Regions from separate parts of the Mus musculus genome. Here regions 2, 3 and 4 are each linked to region 1. The links are chromatin contacts, called in public Hi-C maps. All regions are on one chromosome and are shown on one strand. The core of a region is the stretch at or near the end of the contact, and the rest is flanking DNA. Distances in the headings are between cores, read along the strand shown. Region 1 has its middle 18 kb from the start of Gm35155. Region 2 has its middle 12 kb from the start of Gm35208. Region 3 has its middle 17 kb from the start of Gm34637. Region 4 has its middle 11 kb from the start of Gm34637.

What was found. Hi-C and Micro-C count contacts between places; a contact is called where the count stands out from the background.
Region 2: a Hi-C map of liver shows a contact between it and region 1, with 4 times the contacts expected there. The contact joins two enhancer-like sites. A contact is called at or near these places in 5 of 484 Hi-C or Micro-C datasets (all in liver) and 4 of 115 datasets of contacts at active chromatin or transcription factors (embryonic stem cells, extraembryonic endoderm stem cells, liver and 1 more).
Region 3: a contact with region 1 is called in a Hi-C map of Sertoli cells, with 2.8 times the contacts expected there. The contact joins two enhancer-like sites. A contact is called at or near these places in 2 of 484 Hi-C or Micro-C datasets (Sertoli cells and nephron progenitors) and 1 of 115 datasets of contacts at active chromatin or transcription factors (pancreatic cancer cells).
Region 4: a contact with region 1 is called in a Hi-C map of Sertoli cells, with 3 times the contacts expected there. The contact joins two enhancer-like sites. A contact is called at or near these places in 2 of 484 Hi-C or Micro-C datasets (Sertoli cells and myocytes) and 3 of 115 datasets of contacts at active chromatin or transcription factors (embryonic stem cells, extraembryonic endoderm stem cells and neural progenitor cells).

Annotation. Positions count from the first base shown.
Region 1 is chr12:12,808,833-12,812,054 of GRCm38.p6, forward strand. No RefSeq gene overlaps it. Among named protein-coding and RNA genes, the nearest start is that of Gm35155, 18 kb to the right of the region's middle. Within about 2 kb of position 1,534, at least 161 of the 459 cell types and tissues checked have an H3K27ac peak or open chromatin away from gene starts, as enhancers often do. A contact at or near this core is called in Sertoli cells, liver and neural progenitor cells, where this site is marked.
Region 2 is chr12:12,997,853-13,001,074 of GRCm38.p6, forward strand. No RefSeq gene overlaps it. Among named protein-coding and RNA genes, the nearest start is that of Gm35208, 12 kb to the left of the region's middle. Within about 2 kb of position 1,484, at least 4 of the 459 cell types and tissues checked have an H3K27ac peak or open chromatin away from gene starts, as enhancers often do. A contact at or near this core is called in liver, where this site is marked.
Region 3 is chr12:12,650,950-12,654,171 of GRCm38.p6, forward strand. No RefSeq gene overlaps it. Among named protein-coding and RNA genes, the nearest start is that of Gm34637, 17 kb to the right of the region's middle. Within about 2 kb of position 1,507, at least 9 of the 459 cell types and tissues checked have an H3K27ac peak or open chromatin away from gene starts, as enhancers often do. A contact at or near this core is called in Sertoli cells, where this site is marked.
Region 4 is chr12:12,679,289-12,682,510 of GRCm38.p6, forward strand. No RefSeq gene overlaps it. Among named protein-coding and RNA genes, the nearest start is that of Gm34637, 11 kb to the left of the region's middle. Within about 2 kb of position 1,558, at least 117 of the 459 cell types and tissues checked have an H3K27ac peak or open chromatin away from gene starts, as enhancers often do. A contact at or near this core is called in Sertoli cells and neural progenitor cells, where this site is marked.

The sequences.
Region 1 (3,222 bases), core at 284-2,783:
GCTATCGGTATTATAGGCTAGTTGGGTCACACTGGTTCTGGGGGATCAAACTTGCATCATCATGACTTGGACAACAAACACTTTATCAACTGAGCCACCACCCAGGTATAGACTCTTATATGGACACCAATTGACCTTAGCCTTCCTAATGCTTCAACCCTCTAATACGATTCCTCATGTTGTGGTGACCCCCAGCCATAAAATTATTTTAACTGCTCCTTCATAACTGTAAATTTTGCTACTGTTATGAATTGTAATACATGTATCTGATATGTAGGATATCTAATATGCGACCCTGTGCAAGGGTCCTTCTATGCACAAAGTGGTGGTGACCCAGAGATTGAGAACCCTGGCTTAGGGTTTGTGTCATTTGAACTATCTTACGTGCATTAAAACCTCATCTCCAGATACAGTCACCTTCTGACTTCCCAGTGGTTAGGCCTGCCAGATGTGGATGGAGGGGACTGAGGTTCAGCTCAGCCACAGTGGCTGGGAAGAGCCTGGGCATGGGGACTAGATGGGAAACGTTAAAATTCTAGCACCCAACTCACTTTAAGAAGATGCGAGGGCAGAGATCCACACCCCTGTAATCAGAGGAGAACGTGATGATACAGCGTCAACCTCTAGGGTCACAGATAGGCTTCTTCTAGAACACCAGGGAGACTTCCTGATGAAGATGCCATCTAACACACTCTCTCACTACATCAGACGCACCAAAGGGCATCTCTCACCCTGGGGCCAGTGAAAGAGTGTCATGGGTTTCCTAAGGAATTGTATGGGTTATTCCGCCAGTCTTGGTTGCGCTCAAGCCACAGCTTCTTAACAGTGTGAACGGAGCAACTCGGTCTGTTCTCTAGGTCTGAGACGCCAGGACCAGGGGATCCTGGTGGACAGTATGAGAACCTATTTGATCGGATCACTGCTTTTTAGACTTGAATGGGCGAGTACAGATATAGCAGCTCTGGTTAACATGCAAATTCTGAACCAGCAGGATAAGGCCTGGGATTCTTCTCTTCTACCCTCCCGTTCTACCTCCCTCCCTCTCCCTCCCTCCCTCCCTTCGTCCCTTCGTTCCTTTGGTCCTTCCTTCCACCTGTATGTAGCCCCAGAATTCCTCCTATGATCCAGACGCTCATTTACACTGCCTCACCAGGCTGAGATCCATATTTCTAAAGAGCCCCTGGCCCAGGTCCTGGGGGTGACCCTTTGAATCAGAAGGGCCTCTGCTGCTTAATCCCCGAAAACATTTCCCCTGAACCAAAGTGAGTATATTTTAAAATTTGACAGACACATGCCGGTGGCCAGGCCACCGGCAAGGTTCCGAAGCCTCTGCGGTCCCAGGCATAGTGAGCCTTTAGTTTTGGATAGGAGCAGGGAGGAAGCTGGGGGTGGGGCAGGCTGGAAGAGAGCCTGGCTGTTTACGCAGGGCAGAGGCGAGTTTCCATGGTTAATAGCTGGCACCAACCTCCGGTGTCTGCCAGCTGCCTGCCCTCCTGGCCCGACAGCACCCAAGGCCAAGGGCAAGCCAAAACAGCCTGGGCAGCGGGTATATCTGACTGCAGCGGGCATTAGAGTCTGCATTGGCAGGAGCAGCCTGCTGGGTAAACATCATTCTGTGATAGGTTTTTTTTTTTTCCCTCTTCAAACAAGCTCTCTTCAGCACTAGCCACATAACCCTCCACAAGGCCTCTCAGTGCTGTTGACACAAAGGCACGAATGGTGTCATTCCAACCCAAAGATAAAAGGGACCCTCCCTCCCGTGGTGGTGGGCACTTCCTCCCGGGAGGAACACCAGCCATCAGGAAATTGACCAGGCCAGTCTGAGCCTCCTCTGAGGCGGAGCTTGGGGTTTTGTTATTTCTAGTGGATTGCTTTCTCCCCAAAGCTCCCCTTGTTTCATGCGGCTCGGTCAGCAGATATGTCAGCGGTAGACAATGGCCTCTTTCTACAGACAATGGTCAGCATGAGGAATGTCGAAGAAGGAAGGGCAGGGCTTCGTGTGGGACAATCTAGCTTTCAGAACCAGTGACCAAGTGGGTGCTGTAGGGAGGGTCCCGCAGTCCCCGGGCAGCCTCTTCAAAGAAGTCATTTATGGGACGGCAGCCCCACAAAAAAAAAAAAAAAGACCACCGTTATTGAGGCTGCTTGCGTGCTGTTCACCTGCATGCCAGAGGAGAATTGTAATACCTGCTCTGTCGGGCTCCAGGAGCACCTGTGACCACAAGCCCTGCGGAGCAGACTTTGTTTAATGAAAAAGCAAACAGCTATTCAGCCCTCCCCTCCAGAGCAGACCGGACCCAACCCTCCAGCCTGGGCCTCCACTGGGCAGTGTCAGAGAGAAGAAAGGACTTATTCACGGCCAAGGTGGAAATGTGCCTTCTCCTGGGGAATTGTGTAACTGTTTTGTAGTGGGATCGACTGCAGTCCTCAAGGTCTTTTGGAGGGGAGGGTATAAAAGAAAAACAGATAAAAGGGCAGAGGCTGGAGCCAGCACTGATTTATTCCCTGCTGAATAACTGTCCTACCAAAAGCCACAGCCCCATTGTCGCATCACCTGGTTGCCGGGCCTCCAGTCCTCTGCAGTGCTTAGGGAATGAAATGATCTCCTCTGCAGTGCTTAGAGAATGAAATGATCGCTCGGCCTGCAGGCATTTCTCTAGCCCAGTGGTTCTCAACCTATGAGTCAAGACCACACTGCGATCACATATTAGATAGTCTGCATATCAGATATTTACATTGTGGTTCATAACAGTAGCAAAATTACAGTTATGAAGTAGCAATGAAACTGCTGTTATGTTTGGGGATCACCGCACCGAGAGGAACTATTTTAAGGGCTCCAGCATTAAGAAGGTGGAGAACCGCTGCCCTAGCACAACACTTGGTAGATCACAGAACGGTGAGTAAAGGATTCTCGAGTGAATGAAATATTTAGGAATCTCTAATTCTTTTCCTCCCAGCATAAACAAGAAAAAAATGTCTTCCACAACGTAATGTTGCCTACGTTGTAAATTGCATCTCTTTTTTAAAAAATTATTGATTTATTATATGTAAATACACTGTAGCTGTCTTCAGACACATCAAAAGAGGACATCAGATCACATTACAGATGGTTGTGAGCCACCATTTAGTTGCTGGGATTTGAACTCAGGACCTTTGGAAGAGCAGTCAGTGCTCTTAACCACTGAGCCATCTCTCTAGTCCATAAACTGCATCTCTTAACTA
Region 2 (3,222 bases), core at 234-2,733, 190 kb after region 1:
TGAGAAAGAAGGTAGTAGTTTGCTCATGTTCCAACAGATGACTCTATATCCATGTACATATTGAGCTAAAAAAAATTAGAAGGGACATGAAGTTAGGAAGGAGACATGTGGCAGAGAGTAGGGAGTATCTGACCAAAATAAAGTCTACATGTATGAAATTATCAAAGAGAAAATAAAAATTAAAAAGATTTACTTGTCTTTATTTTACATGTATGGGTGTTCGCCTGTATGTATATCTTTGCATCAAACTCCTACAGTGCCTGATAAGGCCAGAAAAAGGTCGCCAGATTCGCTAGAACCGGAGTTACAGATGGTTGTTAGCTGTCATATAAGGTGGGGAACTGAGCCCAGGTCCTGTGCTAGAGCAGTAAATGCTCTTAACCACTGCTACATTTCTCCAGTGCCAGTCAAAGAAAAATGTTCAGCAGGCAGTGGTGGCACACGCCTTTAAATCCCAGCACTTGGGAGGCAGAGGAAGGTAGCTTTCTGAGTTCGAGGCCAGCCTGGTCTACAGAGTGAGTTCCAGGACAGCCAGGGTTACACAGAGAAACCTGTCTCAGGAAAAAAAAACAAAAACAAAAAACAAAAAACAAAAAAAAAAAAACAAAAAACAAAAACAAAAAAATAAAACCAAAACCAAAAAACCCAAACAAACATGTTCTTTAAAATCCCTGAATTGAGACACCCCAGGTCTTGAACATATGTTTATCCTAATCTAGAATAACTCTGTGTACTTTTAAAATTTGTAATCTATTCCCTAGCCCCCCCCCCCTTTCCAGGTAGCTGCAAGAGCTTTGAGTAGTCAGTCACCAGTGACACTGTCTACCATTCTATCTAAGTCTGAGCAGCCAGCCAGCTCTTTTCACCATTAGGCATTCAGTAAATATTTATAGACAAAAAGCATGAATGTAACACATCCAGGTCTTGGAAACCCTGGTCTCACTGAGCCACGACACATTCCATGGGAAGTGTCTTAGTTAGGGTTTTACTGCTGTGAAGAGACACCATGACCAAGGCAACTCTTGTAAGGACAACATTTAATTGGGGCTGGCTTACAGGTTCAGAGGTTCAGTCCATTATTATCAAGGCAGAATCATGGTAGCATCCCAGCAGGCATGGTACAGGAGGAACTGAGAGTTCTACATCTTCATCTGAAGGCTGCTAGCAGAATACTGACTTCCAGGCAGCTAGGACTAGAATCTTAAAGCCCACACCCACAGCGACACACCTACTCCAACTAGGCCATACCTACTTGAACAGGGCCACACTTCTAATAGTGCCACTCCTTAGGGAAAGCATATAAAAACCATCACAGGAAGTGCCATTGAATGTCCTTAAAAGGACATGGCCCCCACTGTTTCCCGGTTGTCCCCTGCTCAGCTTGTTTAATATGGGAGAAAATAATCCAGTCTCCTTCCTTAGGCTGTCCATAGTCCAGGGATACATAGATGGTCACAGTTACTATGACTGCACCAAACAGGACTATGACCTTACTGTCACAAAACAAGTATTTGTTTGCCGGTTCGGAGGTTGGGAATTCAAACAAAACAGCAGGAAGACTGGATTTTCTCTTCTCACCCCAGCAAGTGGGGCAGAGACAAACTCTTCTGTGATGTGTCATCTAAGAGGACTCAAAGTTTGAGGCCTTGGATCATTCAGAGGTTGGCTTCCTTGCATGTTTAGAAAATGATGCCCTGGCTCTTGGCTGAGGTCTCTCTCAGTTTCTCTTTTTCTTCTGACTGTCCAGCTATCTAGCTAGTTTGGGCACCTTTACAGCATGGTGACTGATTCAGAAACTTATGAGCTAGCCTGAAAATCATGTATGGGTATCACTCTTCCTTTCCTTCCCCTTCATCTCATTCATTTGTTCATTCATTCTTTTTCCTTCTGCGTGAGTATGAGTACTGGTGCATGTGTGTGCATATGTGTGTATAAGCCAAAGAGTGACCTTGGCCATCATTCCTCAGGTACCACCCGTCATCCATCTTCCACAGGGCATCACTTATAACACTTATCCAACAAGGTTGTCACAGTGTCCCTCGGGGCTGGGGTTCAGGGAAGGAGGTAAGTGCCACCTCTAGACAGTGGTGGCAAGACTCTGAAAGATTATAAAACTGAAAGTGTTTCAGTGGTCACTTAGAAATACAGTTGTCTGTAGAGAGATAGTATTTATAATGTAGGATCAAAGGGAATCCACCTGATCCGTTCTGAGTCTTCATAAAGTTGGGCTTGGTTAGAAAGTCACCACAGTGACAATAACAGTGTAAGTATGTATCAGTCCTTTCAAGCTGACTACTGTGCTACCGGACAGGCCCCGTGTGCCCAACTCACATCTATTTTTCTCATTCAATGAAGGCACATTTGATGAGACTTTCACAGCTTACAATGTATTTGACACAGCATTTTAAAATCTTCACCACAAACCTCCCAGCCAGAGACCATGACTTTCCACAGGAGGAAAGTGAGATTCAGAATAAAAATGAGAAGTCCACTCCATACCCAAGCTCACAGAAGCTGGAAGGCACTGTGTCTACTCCAGGTCCATGGAGCATGGTGGGCTCTGTCCTTTGCCTCTGCAGCAGAACTGAGCACATACTCAGTTAAGATCTCAGGTTGTCTAGATCAGGGGGAAGATGTTGACAGTTTGGTATCATTCTGCACACAATTAAACACAAAATGTTTGAGCAGTTTCTGGGATTTCATTTCATCACTGTCTCCTGGCCACTTCTGTATTTGCAGAGGATGTCGCCGTAGGGTCACCGTACCCAACCTGGATAAAACTTGGTCTGAAGTCCACCCTGTTTTCTCACTGTCTGCAGGCTGAAGCAGATATTTATCATGGGATGCCATGTTGTTTTTACAAAGCGATTATACCAGTCCATACTCCTGCCGCCAGTGTATAAATATTCTGGCTCCTCCAATCTCACCACCACTCAATATTGCCAGACTTTAAGCTTTTTTTCCAACTCTAGTGTGAAATGGTGGATTCGTTATGAGTTAAAAATGCATTTTCCTAATTAGTAAGTAGATTGAACAGCTTTTCATATGTTTATTGAACATAGAAAGTTCTTGTTAAATAAAGCTTCGTTTCCAGTCTCTTACCAAATTAGCTATGCAGTTCACTATATCATGAGGTTGATAACTTAATGCTTTATCTATTACACTTGCAGATAAATTACCTAAGAATTGGGAGCCAGTAATTCACTGTAATTGACCTGGTTT
Region 3 (3,222 bases), core at 257-2,756, 160 kb before region 1:
GGCTTGCCTCACCTGGCTTGCTCAGCCTGCTCTCTTATAGAATCCAAGACTATCAGCCCAGAGATGATCCCACCCACAAGGGGCCTTTCCCCCTTGATCACTAATTGAGAAAATGCCTTACAGCTGGATCTCATGGAGGCATTTCCTCAACTGAAGCTCCTTTCTCTGTGATAACTCCAGCTGGGTCAAGTTGACACAAAACTAGCCAGTATAGTCATGAAGTTGGCTGTGAAGACACAAGAGGAGAGATGTGACCAGGATGAAGAACAAAAAAGGTCTAAGTTTTCCACCCTAATTCTATGCAGCCCACAGAGAAGGTTGTCACTTCTGAGCCATGGCAGTGCTGGCAGCTTTCACCCCTATAAGCATATTGACCCTTTGCCTTGAATGGCTGTGCCTGGTCATATATGGCTGCTCCAAGACATGGTATGCTCCCTGGTGGTGTGGTGGAGAAGTAGGGAGATGGTACTCTGTAGCATGGGGCATGCGGTACCAAACCAACCCCGAAGGTCAGGTAAGCCAAGCTTGAGAATGCACCTTGACCACTTACCAGTGTTTATGAAGAGTTCAGATACTTTTCTCAGCATCTGTTTCCTGCTATAGTTAGAAGTGGCTACCCCTCTGAAGACTGAATAAGTAAAACAGGCTAAGTACCATGGCTGGAATGGAAGTCAAAGCTAGATAAATGTTTGACACTGTGATTCACCTCCGAATCCCTGCTCCCAGGAGCCTCCTCCCTGGCAGAGCACAAAAAGGCTAACGTTTCCTTCTATCGGCCAGTTCAATCTCTCAAGTGGACTGTGATTTTCAAGGTGGAAGATCACGTAGTCATGTCAAGACTCCTTCTGCTGTGTGTACAGGAATTTCCAGAGAGGTAAAAAAGACTGATGATAAGCAGAGAGAGAAAGGCTCGGCCTGGCTTTGTGTAGTCTTTGGGACAAGCTGCCATCCATCTACTTCACCAGCTGTGCAGAGCTAAGGGATACATCCAGCCTGTGCCCATGGTCAGAGCCTCACAGCTGGAGTGGTAGGGTGCAGTGAGCTTCCAGGTCCTTCACCGAAAGAGCCCATGGGAGATGTGCCTATGTCTTCCACACTGGAAGTCTCTCAGAACCCTCAGCCATTTTAAAGGGGGAGCCACGAGCACACAACTCTACCAGATTGCTTAAAGTGTGGAGAGCCCACAATAACTATTAACCCCCAGAAAAGAGGAGGAGAAAGGGGTGGGCACAAAAAGCATAAATTCCTGAAGAAAGCACCCCATCCCCTCCATGAAAGCATTTCAAATCTGGCGGAAACTTTTTCTCCAGATGCGCTTTCCCTGTCAGGGTGACCCTCCAGAGGCGACAGCAATGACAGAGAGGAGTCTTCCCATAGCCAGGACACAAAGCTAGTGTTGTTGAAATGAGAGCCGTGTAATCAGCTAAGACATTCCTGAGCAGAACCAAGGGCAGCACATACCCCAACCTTGAACTTCTTTCCCTCCCTGCATTTTTCTAATGCTTCCTGGAGAAAGGAGCACCCAGGGGCCTGGATCCCCTTTTAACTTAATTAGGAGCTTGCAGGAGCAGAGCTGATGCTGAGAACTGACTGTGGGGGTGCGGGCACTTTGAGAGCTTAGCCTCCCAGGCTGCAGCAGCTCCTCCGGTGGGGTGGTGGTGTCGCAGGGATCTTGGCTCCCCGGAGCCTAGCGAGATGGGTGTTCCTAACAGGTGGTCTGAGGGTTTTCCTGCATATTCTTCCCAAGGGGCTGGCATCTCCCTCCAGCACCCACACCCACCGGCCCATGACACAAATGAAAAACCAGGCACCTGCAGTTACCACACCCAGGCCAGGCACTCTTCAAGCGCAGAGAAGGCAGCATCACATGCTCTGGCTCTCGGCTGGGGGAGGGATGTGTGCTCTGTGGCCTAGGACAAATGACAGTATCCTCCCTGTCACAGGAATTGACTCTAGGTACTATGGTGGCAGTTACAATAAGACACAGGTGGGAGGATGTATAATAGTAACCAACAACTAGAAACTGCCCAGTGAAGGCCAGCTATCATTACGACTGCTTTTTCCTGCTCATTTTTCAGAAGAGTGAAAACCAGAGAAACACATCTTCAATCCTCCAGCAAGCCACACGGGACCCTTGCTCCTGAAGCACTCAGACACTGGAGCTTGTCCTGCTGTGGATGTATCACCCTGGGATGTACCTTCACTCGAAATCCAATCCACTCACACAAACAATATATATGAGACACTAGCTCTCTTGTGCTCATCTGAGGAAGACAAAAGGGGCTCTGGGATCTGCAGACTCCCGCCTCCATCGGGCCGATGTGTAAAGAGAAAAATATAAGACTGATGGAGAGGCTAAGCAATGGACTCGCAGCAAACAGTAGAGGGATGGGCCAGAGCCACGGGAGAGAAGAGCCCTGACACAGAGATGCTGTGCTGTGTGGATGAGACCTAAAGCACAGCAAAGTCATTCTACTTTCTGAATGGGAACTGCCACTTCGGGGTGTCCCGAGAGTTGTCTGATAGCCACCCACTGCTTTCTTCTTGCTGAACCCCATTTTCCATTGGTACCATTCTCTAACACCGTGTTCCTCCACTGCCAGCCTCCGTCACATTCCCTTTGCTGAGGGATCTGACCATGGCGAACTCAAAGTCTATCCCTGGGGGACCGGAATCTCTGTGAAAGTAGTTGTAGCTCTGTCCTGAGCTACATTTTCCTCTCATGCCCTACTGGCTGGGTCTTGCTTTGGGGAGAGAGTGCTTCCAGGGAGTCACAGCAGTACAACTCTTCCAGGAAGAGTCAGCACGGAGCTTCATTAAAGTCAGTATTAAAGCTCCAGGGTGAAGGGGGGGGGGGGGGGAGTGGAGCTGGAGAGATGCCTCAGCAGCTAAAACATTTGCTGTTCTTCCAGAGAAGGGTTTCAATTCCCAGCACCCATGTGGTAGCGACCACAACCATCTAGAACTCCAGTTACAAGAGCTCTGACACCCTCTCCTGGCCTCTGTAGGCACTGCACACATATTACACACAGACATACATGCAGGCTAAATACCCCCCACAGAGAAAATGAAAAATGAATGCGTCTTTTTTAAAGAAAGACACCATCAGCAGGGTTAAAAGGGCATAGAAGACCCTTTTAAGCTTCAGATCATTTGCACCCCATGAAATAATTATGAAATTAGTGACTACTAATTTCAGGTCTTATGGGTTAGCTCAGATCT
Region 4 (3,222 bases), core at 308-2,807, 130 kb before region 1:
CGAGAACAGCCTAACAGGACAATTAGAATTTCCTTCTTAAATTGTAGTTGCTGCTGCTGCTGCTGCTAGTGTGTGTGTGTGTGTGTGTGTGTGTGTGTATACAAGGGTGTGTGGAGCACACACACAACGAATGTGTGCCTCCTTCCACCCTTATATGGGTCCCAGGAATGGAACTTGGGTCATCAAGCAAGTGTGGCAAGCACCTTTATCTTCTGAGCCATTTTATTGGCCCCAGGATTCTTTTTTCATCCTTACAGTCCTATTAACAATCCAACACTGTTGAAGCTCTGAAAGAGTCAATGGCACCCAGTGTCGTCAATCCAGGAGCATCATATGAGTGGTCTCCAAAGTCAGTGCTTCTCAGCACACCTCCAGTAGGTGTCTGTCTACACTGGTCATGCACGATATGGCTTCTGGACCTGTATCTAACTCCTTCCCTTTGTTTATATGTTAAGGACAATTTCTTCAGATAAAGAAATCCATCTGAAATTCATAAATACCAAGCAGTACATGATGCATAAGAACAGTCACCAGCAATCTGTTAAAGCCACTGAATTCCGTGTGCATTTGCATGTATGTATGCGCATGTTCATGTGGATTCAGGCACACTTGTGTACATACCTGTTTATGCGTATATATGCAAATGGAGCTGGAGGTTAAAGGGCAATCTTCAGGTGCTCTCTACATTTTTTTTAAATGGCAGATAGTTTAGCATTCTGCAACTTGCTGAGGGGGTGGGCTAAGAAGTCCCAGAAACCCACCTGCCTCCTCCCTAACACTGAGATTCCAAGTGTGCACAACCACACCCAGCTTGTTTTTAATGTGAGTTCTGGGAATCATGTCCTTGTGCTCCCAAGGTAAGCGCTTATTGATGAGCTATCTCCCAAGCCCCTCGACTGAGTTCTTAAGGGACCACCGAATGGCTAACTCAAAAGCAATAATTGTGCCCAAAGACGTAAACTCTGACCCAGAAGACAACGCTTCTCAATGTTATCAAGAAATCTCCGTTGCACAGACAAGTACTGAAGAGATCCGGCTTGGCTCAGCAATAGCATTTGTCACCAAGGAGTGTATCCTCCTTTCTGCCTATCAGAAAATGCCTGCAACCTCACCTCCAAGCACAGGCATAGGCAAGCACACATACACACGCACACGCCCCCACTCACACATACACACACTGTGGAAGCTAGCCGGCAGCCCAGCCCACTTGATCTCTCTTCAAACCCAGAGAGCCCTTGCTGACTCCACAAACCCTGGTCTACACCCCGGCTGTAGGCGGCTCTTGACTGGCAGAGCTGCAAGCCAGGGTATCTTTGTAGGGAACAACACCCTGCCAGGCTAGACTGTAACCTGCTGATGCGGTGTAACCTCACCAGCACTGTGGAGATGCCACATCTGGAGTCTTTCCCGGGATTTTCACTCGAGTTCCGTTCAATAGCTACCCTGTCTTTGGTGTGTTAGCACGTTGATGAGGCTGGCACTCTGTTCAGACATTCAGCCTATCTCTTTCCCCAGGGCTGCGTGACTCCCGTGACTCCTCCCCCAGACACAAACCTCCTTTCAGCCGCGCTGAGACTCTAAGCCCTCTCCCCTTCAGCTAAGAGCCATTGTATCAGCTGTGATTTATGTACAGGCCTTTGTTGGACTCCTGGTTTTGACAGTCTCTGTGTTGTCGAATGGTAATAATTACGGGGCCTTTCATCCTTTATTTACGGGATTGCTCTGGGGGAGAGAGGCCTGGCAATGGGGTGGGGGAGTGCGGGGGGGGGGTGCCGGGGGGTGCCGGGGGGTGCCGGGGGGAGAGGCTCTTTTTCTGAACCTCGATACAGAACCAAAGGAGTAGGGGTGCTTTGGAAGTTATAAATAGCAGCTCAGAGAATAAAGAAGTCACCTCTGCAGGCTAAGGGAGCTTACAGAGGACAAAGGACTCCGAGAGCTGGGAACACTGTGCTGCTTGGAGACTGACAGGGCTAAATCGGGCGTTTCCAGGGTCCTGCCCCTTGTTTTCAAGCAGCAGAGTTTCATCTGAACTCAGGTCTCTGACTGAGGTGACAGGGATGTAGCTTCATTTCACTCAGCCTGCGAGGAAGCCTCCTCTCTGCCTGTGGGGATGTCCTTCCCTACCTCCACAAGCCCTTCTCAGATAGGTCTAGAGCTTTCTGAAGCTCCCGTATTACCCAGGGCTCACTTGTGAGTAGCCTAGGTCACATGGATGCTTCTGGACAATAGGAGTGGACAGAAGGATGCTGGGACTGGAGGCCAGGTGCTCAATGGCGATTAATGCTCAAAAAGACACAGCAGAGGAAAATGCTAGACCAGCAATGAACTTGAATGTGCGAAATTAACCTTAAAGTCCTGAGCCGCTAAGATTTCTGGGTTTATCTGTTCCTGGAGCACAGTCACTTATCTGATCAGCTTTGTAGCTGTCCAGCTTGGGCATAGAGATACCAGGGGCCATCCACTACCCTCAGAGTGTTCTCAGTCTGAGGGAGGAGGCAATATCAGGATAAATATGAGGGATGGCCACAGTGGAGGACTAGCACTGTGTGAACACAGAGAAGGTTATCTTGCCAGATCTGTGGTACCAGGAGTGCTCCCTGGAGTCAAGTGTCTTGTGAGGGATCTCGGAAAGCAGGTCTCAGGCAGTGGAGCAGACATAGCCGTGGGGACTTGGGGCAGGGAAATAACAGAGGACTGGCATGGACAAGAGTGGTGGTGCTGTCATGGACAACACTGCCAGGAACTCCAAGACAACCTAGTGCTGACTCACTGAGAGCCCCTGGACCTGGGGAAAGGAACAATTAGTACAGCTGGTTTTCGTGGGCGCTGCCAACGACTGGGGAGGATGTGGACAAGAACATGGATGTGGATCATACGGAGAATAAGGATGTGGGGATGGGGAAGCACAAGAAGACAGAGCACAGATAGGATGTGGCTGTCAGACTGGATGTGGTCCAGGGGGGATGAGAATCACAGGGAAGGATGCGGCCCATGGGGAGGATGCAGATCAGAGGCAGAACAAGGATCAATCAATGATGCTTACAGTGTATACAGGTAAAGCACAGACCTGTGGATCTCAGAGAGGGACGAGCAGCACATGTAAGTGCTTGGTTATCAGTTGCCACTGGCTTCAGGGAGCTGAACTTTTTGCTCCTTCAACTTCTGAAGGCCAGAGACCTTATCCAGGAAGACAAATGATAAAAGATACCACACATACCTGAG